2 separate regions of the Arachis hypogaea genome follow, and region 2 is linked to region 1. Evidence: chromatin contacts called from public Hi-C data. All regions are on one chromosome and are shown on one strand. The core of a region is the stretch at or near the end of the contact, and the rest is flanking DNA. Distances in the headings are between cores, read along the strand shown.

Evidence for each region. A called contact is a pair of places that touch in the nucleus more often than the background predicts.
Region 2: a contact with region 1 is called in a Hi-C map of leaf, with 2.1 times the contacts expected there. The contact joins the promoter of LOC112802770 here to the promoter of LOC112802706 in region 1. A contact is called at or near these places in 2 of 8 Hi-C or Micro-C datasets (both in leaf).

The regions. Positions count from the first base shown.
Region 1 is chr1:39,263,546-39,269,217 of arahy.Tifrunner.gnm2.J5K5, reverse strand. LOC112802706 (protein transport protein SEC16B homolog) reads right to left here and starts at 2,872. Exons shown (of 14, transcript XM_025846046.3): 1 at 2,634-2,872; 2 at 578-2,503; 3 at 169-474. The coding sequence starts at 2,281.
Region 2 is chr1:39,599,573-39,605,244 of arahy.Tifrunner.gnm2.J5K5, reverse strand. LOC112802770 reads left to right here and starts at 2,731. Exons shown (of 7, transcript XM_025846113.2): 1 at 2,731-3,361; 2 at 4,860-4,966; 3 at 5,164-5,205; 4 at 5,335-5,422. The coding sequence starts at 3,231.

The sequences.
Region 1 (5,672 bases), core at 1,623-4,122:
CATATGCAATTATGCATATAACAGCAGAAACTAATACTTTTGCAGTTGCTTCAATGCACATAACATCTCTCAACAGAACTTCATTGTTAAAGGTATGGAAAATTAAATGAACAACGGCAAAAAACAAGGAAACGATAAATAATTCACAAGCATATAGATTTAACTTACTTTCAGTATGGTATCTGTGCCAAATGGAGAACGTAATTTCCCATAATGTTGGCAGGCTATTTTAAGCAAGGAGAGAAGGAGTCTCAACCTTTCACCTTTCTTATAATCCATATCAGGTGATCCACAGTTTGCAATCCGCTCATCTATCCATTTGTACAAATCTTTACTTCCTACACTCCCACCAACCAAAGGTCCTGGGAAAGATTGCTGGGTCAGTGCATGAAAATAATCACTGGAAGAACCCATGCTTCCCCTGACAACTTCCATCACGTTCAACACAGAAACTGAACCTTGAACAGCAGCATCCTTCAGAGAAAGCCAATGATAGAGTTAATCATTGTAGAAACTAAATTAAGATTTAACTATGTAAGCATAGATCAAAACACTTTAGAGCAAATTAAGAATTAACCTGGCTACCAAAGGATGAGCTCATGAGACTAGAATCCTTCATTACAACAAGTTTTCCACCAAATCCAAAGGTCACCAAGGCATGGGGAGGACGTCCAGCTGATGATCTTCCAGCATGAGGAGCGTAAGAATACTGATTCCCGCTCTGAAATGATTGCTGGGAGTAACTAAAGGATTTCTGACTTTCAGCGTAATCATTTGAGAAACTCTGGTGCTCATCATACTTTGTATTTGAATAATTTAAATGTTGAGTATGATCTGCACTAGGAGCAAAGCTTTGCACTCCAACACTACCATTAGATTGATGATGATTGTGGTTCACTTTATTATACATAGGAACTGATCCAAATGAACTAGAAGTACTCTGTTGATCTTTTACAGAAATACTTGATCCATAAGAATGATCCAATTGCTTGTTTCCAACAGAAGATGCATGATCCCCACTTCTATTAACAGATTCAGTCGTGTAAGTGTTCCAGCCTTGCTGATGGTTAACACCATACGAACCACTCCATCTGCCATCCACAGCTTGACCACTAACATCCTGTGAGCCATAACTGCCAGCTTGGCCGAATTCTGTATACAAATTATTATCCGTATGCAAAAAAGAACCAGTAGAAGCATGACCATTTTCTAGTCCCTGAGCCGTGGATTGAACTGATGAATTGTAAGTATCTAATGAGCGCCATTCTTGGGCAATTGTGTCATAATACCAACCGGGATATTGAGGATCGAAATACATATGTTCTGGATACCCATTGTTCCCTTGCGAAACCTGATTCCAGTTAGATACACTTTCAGTTGTACCAGATTGGGCTAATGTTCCTGCAATTGACTGAGAAGGTTGTTGCTCATAGGAGATCTCTGCTGCAGCATCAGAAGCAGCAGGCCAACCTGCTGCCACTGCTGCATTGCCATCAGTGCTTCCCTGAGTTGCAGCTGTTGCATTGTCATCTACTTGATACCATTGCCCAGTATTGTAGTCATACTTCCATCCAGGATAAAGACTCTCCCAGTCCTGGCTGCTACCGAGATCTTGACCACTTGTGCTATTTCCAAGAGATGCATCATAAGCTTGACCCTCTTGGTATTGGGCATACGTAACCGAACTGTTAAATCCATCACTTTGGATTCCATTATCATGTTTCACCTCATCATGTTTCACTTCACCATTAGAACCACCATACACTTTCGCACCAAAATCCCCACTAGACTGATCCCCAAATTCACTGAAAAAGTCGGAAAAGCCTTCGCCTCCACTAGAATCCATATTAAAAGCATTCCAACCGACTTGCTTAATCTCTGGACCGGCAGTTCCATTGCTCTTGCTGGCATTTGAATCCTTCAAAACATCGGATCCGGTTCCATGTATTCCTGGATCTACAGTCCCTTCACTCAAGGACGCCATAAAACCTCCCTTTTCATAATCACCTGCAACGGTTCCAACATTGGATTTATTGCCATCATCTTCTCTATTCAGCTCAATCCCACTCTTGCCAACACCTGAATTTTCAGAAGCGACGGTGGCATCGGCATCACCGATTCCCAGATTTGCAAACACTTTGGCGGCATCATCGGAATCACTGCTTACATCTTGAGCCATGGGCTTAACAGGTGCCACGTGGACATCATCGTCCTCAACCAGCTTATCGAAGAAATCCTCATCCGTCTGATCCTCCAACTGAAATGGAGGATTCGAAGCCATCTCCTCCAAAAACCCTAATCCTTGCCAACCAAAAACTCAATTCCCTATTCCCACTATACAATCCCTAATTTCGCCTTCTAACAAAAAATCCTAACCTCCGTAACGGAGCTTTAACTCGAGATCCAAAAGACTCAAGAATTCACTGCTCCAAAAAACAAGCACAATCTCGAGTTGCCGAAGTCGCAAGATCTGCGAACTCCAAAATCGACGAAATCGGAGAACCTGCAAATCAACGAGGAAAATTCGAAGGAAAGAGCATTACCCGGAAACTGCAAAGCTTCAGCCTCGATCAAACGCACCGTTTTGTGCCGCGAAGCAAAAGGACGGAAAAAAAAAAGATGAAAAATCAAACCTGTGCGCAATGAAAATTTTGTTTTTTCGAAGAACTGAAAGAGAATCAGAGACACACGAAAAGAGAGAGAAAATTAGTAAACAGACGAAAGCCCTCGATCTCGCAACACTCCACCTACCACCGTCACAAAGAGAACTACCCTCGTATTTCAATTTTGGATTATTTATTTATTGTGGCATCAACCCTCAATTCAGCACCCTTTCTTTTATGACAACTTGATTTTTAACTGAAATAAAAATAACAATCTGTTCTTAACTATAAAGTTATAAGCCAGAGTAATCTTTGATAACAAGATAGGAAAGACATTTGACTTTTTAATTCTTATCATCATCTCAGGCTGAATTATAATTTATTTTGGTTAAAAATAAAAGAGTTTAATTTTAAGAATTTAATTTTAATATATTGATAAGTATAAAATATACAGTTATATAATTATATTTATCAGATTATTATTTATATGATTAATATAAAAGATAGTTATTTTTATTGATGTAGCATTACCTAATTGAATACATATATAAAACTATTTATATGGAATTAGTATATCAAAATTAAATTCTAATTTTAATAGATTAATATTGTAAAAACTTTAAATAGTCAATATAATTATTTTTGTTTTTTAAAATAATGATTTTTTAAGATTATATATAAGTTTAAATATAATTAAATGTATATATAAATTTTTTATAAAACAACCTAAGAAAAATTAGATTCAAAACAAAATTATATATTCTATAAACATACAGTAATTCTTGGTCAACATGTCAAATAATAAAGTTTTTACTATATCTTAATTAATTTTAGAAATTTACAAAAATAAAATATTTGACTTTTAAAATTATAAAAATACAATTTTTGTAATTTGGATACGAAAATGTAATTTTTTACAAATTTATGTAAACTATGGAAGGAGTTCTACAAATTTAAAATACACGTAAATCACATAAACCGTGGAAAGGATCCAACGATTTATACACGAGTTTTACTATATATACCAACATAAAGTGAGTAGGATATATTTACATCTATCATTTATACTGTGAACGAAATAAGATTATATTTTATAGTACATTTTGAATTTATTCAAATTATAAAAATAATATAATTTTAAACGATTTGAATAATATTGATTTGATTTATACTTTTTAATCTAATTTAATTTTATACAAATAATTAATTTATACGGTGCTAATTTAAATTTATTATTCAAACTATTCTGATTTAATCTAATATAATTTAAATTAAATAGAATTATATTCTATTTAAATTTAAATTTTTTAATTTAAATAACTCATTCAAATTTTTAGTACATATATTTAAATAATATTTTAAATTTTTAATACATATATTTATATATTTATTTAAATAATACTTTCAAATTTTTATTAATACTAACATATTTTACTCCCAAAAATTTAAAATTTAAATAAATATAATTTAAATGTTAAAATTTTAAATTTTATTATTTGAATGATATATAATTCCATATATTTGTTAATAATTTTTTTTGGTGACTTAAAAAGGATAAATTTAAAATAAAAGAAAAAAATAAGCCTCAAGAGAAGTTGCAAGCTTACAACATTATTAGGACAAGCATTTCGAAAGTCTCGCCATGTCAACAACCATTTAGTATACTCAACTTTTTCTTTTAACAAAGTTCAAATGTACTCTCTATTTTGTATTATTATTTTAGAATCTTTTCAATTTTTTAAGCATAAAACAAATAAAAGGGCAAATTACTGAAATAAAAATGACACGCTATTATCACACCATTCATTCACATTAGATCCCTTTCACAGTTTATGCATATTTTTGTATTCTCATAGAAACTGAAGAATCCCTACCACAGTTTCTTCCTAAATGCTTTATCATCGTAAACCGTAGAATCTTTTCAACGGTTTACGTGTATTTTAAATCCGTGGGACTCTTCCATGATTTACATAAATTTGTAAAAAATTACATTTTCATATTCAAACTGCAAAAGTTCATTTTCGTAATTTTGAAAGTCATATGTTTTATTTTCTTAAATTGTCCTTAATTTTACATTTGTTTTTATTATACACATGTACTAAATAAAAGGTTAATTTAATAGGGCCTAAAATTCAAAATGTGTTATAATAGGCACAAATAGATATTAAAATACTTAATTGTATAAGTATCTTCTTTAAGAATATATAAAAACGAAAAAATATTAGTTATTATAATTTAATTTTTTGGTGTGTATTTATAATTTATTTAAACTATTAAACATTAAAAATGATTTTTTTTTAATTATCTTCCTATTCATTGTAAATCATTGTGCATTCATATTTATGAAATTCCTAAATAATAATCATAAAGTATAAAAATTAAAAATAATTTGCATCAAGAAGTTATTTGAAAAGATTTTTTATTTTTAATTATCAAATAAATACATACTTAAAAATCATCAGTATTAAAGCAAAAATCACCGATAATTCTTTTTCTGGTTTTATTTGTCACTTTACTGCCAGATTTTTGTTTTTCAATATTCAGTTATCGTTGAAGAAAAAGAAGATAAGAGTAGGAGTGGCAAACGGGCCTAAATCCGCCGGGCCGGCCCGCATAACCCGCCAAATAAGGCGGGCTGGGCTGGAAAATTGGGACCGCCAAATAGTAAAAGCCCGCCTAACCCGCACCGCTTAAACCGCGAGCTTTGGCGGGCTTTGGCGGGACGGGGCGGGCTTCCCCGCCGGGCTTGAGATTTTTTTAGCCTAGGGTATTTTTACAATTTTTTTACTAAAATCCAACTTTCTCCAACCCAACTTACAAAAGAATGAAGATGAAAATTGAGTATTTTGGATTATATTTATTTTATTTTAGAGACAATATTTATAATTATGTTTTGGATTATCTTTATTTTGTTTTGGGAACAATATTTATAATTATGTTTTGGATGAAAACTTGGTTTATAATTATATTTATTATATATTTATAATTACAAAGATTTTAATGTTTGTGAATATAAAAATTATAATTTGTTTATACTTTTAGAAATTATAATAGTTAAAAGTAAAAAAT
Region 2 (5,672 bases), core at 1,482-3,981, 340 kb before region 1:
ATATATTGAACATATTAACTCTTGAAGAAAAAAAGTAACAAATATATAAAGTATTTACACATTCAGTTCTTTTGTTAATTGTAAAACGAAATGGAGTTGGCCACGTGCACTGTTATGAACAGTGACGTGTCCATTATTGCTGATAGGTGGAAATGGAAATGTCGTCGTTTGCGGCGATCCTTCCCTCTTTAAATTAAAAAAATTCTCTTATCCTCCCTATGTCTCTTTATTTACACAGAAATCCAAATAAACCATCAAATCTTTCTTAAAAAATTTGTGACTTTCGTGAAGATTTTGGTCTCTGTAGACCAAAGGAGGAAGAAAGTTTTTAATGGTTCTCATTTAAGAAGGTTGTTGTTTTTTTTTTTTGTATGGTTCCAATAGTTTTAAAATTTTTTTGTGCTTGTTTAAAAGTGTGTAAGCAAGTGATGATTTTTTTATGGTTGAAAACTCTGTATAAACTATTAAATTATTGTATATGTCTTCACTTTTTAGGTGTATGAATTTTTTTAATGTTTTTAGTTACTTGTTTTGGAAGTGAGTTAATATAAACTCTAATTTTTTCTTTGTTCTTTCTTGTTCCTATATTTCACCATAGGGTGAGTTTGTTAAGAAAGGCAATGTTGTGAAGTTCTTTGATTTAGACCATTTAAACTTCTTTAATTTTAAAGCATTGTTCAAGAGTTTGAGATACCATGATTACAAGTCAATTTTGTGGTTTGACCCAATGCAATTAATTTTAAATTTTGATTGCATCCAATAGAAGGACATGCTGAGATTAATGAGTCAAGGGAGGATAAGATGACAAATAAGGATGATAATGAGTTTTACATTTTCTATGAACACATTATACTTGATGGTGAAGATGTTATTGCATGTGATGAATCTAGTAACCCTCTTGTATCAGAAGATGTTATTGATGATGATAGGTATGAAAGAAGAAGATGAGCCATACAAGCCCCTACCACTTAGATTAGAAAATGATGATATTGATGTAAATGATCATACAGCAAAAGTGAGAAAGGTGTATCCAAAATGAACGGTCACTAGATCAAAAATGAAGGAATCAAATGTGAGATTTGAGGATTTGGGTATTGGCAACAAAGGTGCTATAAAAAAGGATGCTAAGAAGAAGAGTAGTGTAGATGATAATGTTTGTCAAATGAAAGCAACAATTATCCTAAAGTTTGGACATCCCAAGAACAACCGGTTAAAATTTTCCATTGTTTGGAACTTATATATTATTGCATACAATTGGGAGTTACAGTTGGGAGCATACTTGTGGCTAGAACCTCTTCGATATGATATGCATCTCCCCTACTACTCAAGTCACTTCCATCGTTTCCTTCCATTTGTTATTTCGTGCTTGTTGAGTTTTTAGTGCTGTTCATTTTCAACGTGAGATAAGCTTTTAATTGAGTCAAGAGAAGGACTAAATTATCCTCAAGATGTGGTGTAATTTCAATCTTGAACTTAGTTACTATATTTAACGTTACATATTAGCATCATTGTTAATTTGACATTATCAATCAACGGAAGAATTTAACTTGTTCACTATGTGTCATCTTTGAGCATCTATTTGTTATTTTTGTTTTTAGAAACTAATTTGTCCGAAATGTAAATCCTTTCAGAACTTATTTATCACTTTACTCTTTACTTTTTTAAAAAGGAGCATTAATAGCTTCTTCTAAATATTTATAAATGTTATCTTATACACTTCCTTTTAAGATCAGAATTTATCCTTTCTTTTTTATTTTTCAATTTTAACTTATTTATTCAAGTCCTTTGACATCAACTTAAGTCAAAAGGTGATATTTCAAAGATGAAGTTAAATATTTACCCGTTTAAAAATATGAGACTAATTTTTAATTATTGCGACTAATATGCCTAATTAAAATGCTCAAGAAATAATTTTGGGCGTGTGAATTTGAGAGTTTAATTATATTTTTATGGGAATTGCTCTAGTAGTTTTTTAAATTATCCTTTTTTATATACTATCACATAATAAATCTAATTGTATGCATATTTAATACATAAAAATATAAAATAATTTATTTTATATATTTTATTTAAATATAGAATATCATGTTTAAATTAAATTCTAGATAATTATTGCATCATTTATATTTTTCTAAAACTATAAAACATGTGAATCACATTTTAGAATATATTTAATTTAGGTCAGGTTTTAAAAAATTCTTTTTATCAAATTTAAACCGTGTAAATTAATTAAATGTATGATTATTTTGTGTATTAAAGACGTACCAAATAGATTTTTTATATAATATGCAAGAGAAAAGATAATTCACTCTAATTTTAAAAGAATTTTAAAACAATTAAAGATGTCAAATAAACAAACGAGTGGACAAGTTTTCGCCGATTCATTACCTGTGATGAGCAAGAATTAGAAAAACGAATTGTCCCGTATTTTAAACGAGTTAAGAAAATTTTAAACTCGACTCGTCTGAGTGAATGAGTTAGATAAGTCGGTCCATTTAACTCTTTTTTTATTTTTTTTATTTATTTTGTAAAACAAAATTACATCATAATTTTGTAATTTTTTATTTTTTATCCATACAAGTAAAAGAGATTTTGTAATTTAAAAGAAACTTTACATACTAAAAAAGAACAAAAAAAGAAAAACGAGTCAGAAAAAGACAAATTGTGCTCGCTCGACTCAAAATCTTTACTTGTGAGTTATATGAGTTGAACTGACTCACTTCTCTACGAGTTGTGATTTTACTTGTTCGACTTAACTATTTTTATGAGGGATCCTAGTCGCAGCTTTTTTTTTGGTCTCCCGGCAATTGCCATATATTTTTAGCGTGGGAGGGTTTTTTTTTTTTCTTTTTGTATTGGTTGTGTTGCAAGTGTTTTCTTTTTGTTTTTGGTGAAGTAATGAAGTTTGATTTTACTGGTCGTAAACCATCTCAATGCGTGAAGCCCAATCAGATCAAGATCGGTAGGACCAAATTCCGTCTCATCCCAAGCCGAATATAAAATGACCAATACATCTGAAGAGCCCATAAAACTTTCTCATTCTCATCCCATAGCACTATTTAAGTATTTATTCCTCTTCCTTCCTCTCGTTTGTCCTTTTTACTCTTCCTCTTCCGTCATCCGCATCATCTTCTGGCGGTTACTGTACAAAACCAAATCCGTGCATCAGAAGCAGCGACGACCTTAAAACTCCGTCTCAGGAAGCTCGTTGATCCAAGAAAGAACCACAAATGACGACGGCAGCGCGACCTACATGGGCTCCGGCGAAGGGTGGCAACGAACAAGGAGGTACCCGAATTTTCGGTCCCTCACAGAAATACTCTTCCAGGGACATCGCTTCCCACACCACCCTCAAGCCCAGGTACGATTCCTCCCCCCGCCCCGGAAATTAATTTCTCTTGTATTCAATTCTGAATTTTGTGTGATATGTTGAGTAATCGTGTGGATTGAAAAGAGGGTCTAGGGTTTCGTTACGCGTACTCGAAATTTGGGATTGAACATGAATTAGGTTTTCTGTGAAGATTTTAATTGAGAAGTCGCAAGCTGTTGTGTTAGTATGAATCTGCTTTTTAAAGTTAATGACTTCATAGTTTAGGTTGAAAGTTGAAACTCTTTTGTAGTTTTAGATTTGTCGCAAGTGGTATTATTTGTTATGAGAAATTATGGATCCTCCTAATTGGTTATTTACTTATCTATTTTGCTTTGTTGGGTTTTTTATTCCGGCAATCAAATGCAATTGCGAATTCCAAATTTTAAATATCAGTTCCTATTGAAATTTGTTGCTTTGATGGTGGGAAAGTGTTACCTATTACCCTGACTTCTCTTTTTCTTAGATTTTCTGAGAACTTCTCCATGGTTAAGAAAAACAATGATCTCTAGTATGTAGGTTTTATTATAAAATGCTGCAAGATATTCACCCATGTATGGAGAAAAGGAAGCTTCATGCTAGAGCAGCAAAAGTAAACATTTAATAGCAATTTTTGGACTTACAAAAATGATAATTTCTCATTTCTTATATGAAACAAGACTGGAGGTGCAAAATTTTAGGTCCCATTATAGTTTTAGTTCAAATTAGGGATGAAACACACAAACGATATCCAGATTAATACTTTTGTCAGATAAACTGCAGATATATTTGGAATGACCTAAAATACCAGCCACACCCAACCATAGGAATAATCACACTCATTCAAGCAAAATATGTATCTGTTTTTCCCAACAGAAGATGCAGGACACCCATAATAAGAAAAAGGCCAATTAGCCAAATAGGTAGGTAATAAGGAATGAACTGGGTAGGTTAACAGAGAAGTATATGCTTTGCTTATATTTGCACGATGTTATGATTTGCAATATATTTTGTACCTTGAAGCAGTTGTAATATCATCTAGGGTGCAATATGGAATTTGGGACAATTTTGTCTGGGCAAAAAAGTTTTCACTGTGCCCTAGATTGAATAATGGAAAGTTTGGAAAGTAATCACGGTCAATTTATTTTCTGGGTTAATGTAATGAAAAGCTCTTTTGAATTCATATATTAGAATATTAGATGTTGGTGAAGTGACTGAAGCGATAGGGTTACTAACTTTATTTGCTAAAACTTCTCAATCAGTGTGGTTACAGTTAGGTGTGGGTGTCATGGCTGTTTTCATCGTCTTCTCATGTTCTCTTGTGTAAACTTTTGATATTATCTTTATGTTCGCTGTCTTTCTCATGTATTGCTCCTCTCCTTTGGTTATGTTGCACCTTTGATCATTTACTGATGAAAAAATTCTCCATGTCAATGATGCATGTTAAAATGTTAGTCCCTCATTTAACTGGTGTATCTTTTCCTCCCTAATGAATGCGTTTTAAATTTGCCAGGAAAGAAGGCCAGGACACAGAGGAGGAATTGAAGAGAAGGAACCTACGTGATGAGCTAGAAGAGCGTGAGCGGAGGCATTTCTCATCGAAAAATAAATCTTATAACGGTAAAATTTCAATAGTGATTCTCTTTAAAAACTTTTTGCTGCAATAACTCATCTCGGATAAGCTTCTATTATTATTATTATTATTATTATTATTATTATTATTATTATTATTTGTGGGTTGGGGATATGTCAATTTCTAGCTGTTCATTTGTTCTAAGCTATTATATTCTAATATTCTATTTTCTATGTTTTGGCAGATGACGGAGATCGAGGAAAGGGTAGCCATCTTTTGTTGGAAGGTATTCTCTTTACCGAATGTTAAAAATTAAATATTTTGAGCATGGGCTTTCACTGAAAAATAGAAAGAGAGAAAGCAGAACAGCATTCTACGTTCAGTATTCTCATTTGGTGGGTCTTTATTGTAACAGGTGCAAGGAGAGACATTGAAGATCGCATTGTTGCACGTAGTATTGATGCAGATGATTCTGATGTTGAAGTCAAAAGTGACAATGAGAGGTTTGCTATTTGAAATACAGTTAAATTTTAGCTATTGAGTGTTTGCATGAGTTTGCAGCATGCATCCTTTATGTGCCACTGATTTAATTAAAATCATCTTTACTGCTTCAAATCTGCAAGCATGCTAGTATTAGAAAGTAGTAACATGACAAAATATCTTTCTGCATATAGCCTTGTGGGAATAATTCTAGCTCATTATTTATGCATGTTTATCGTTTGATTTTATGGTTTGCAAAGCAATAATTGATTG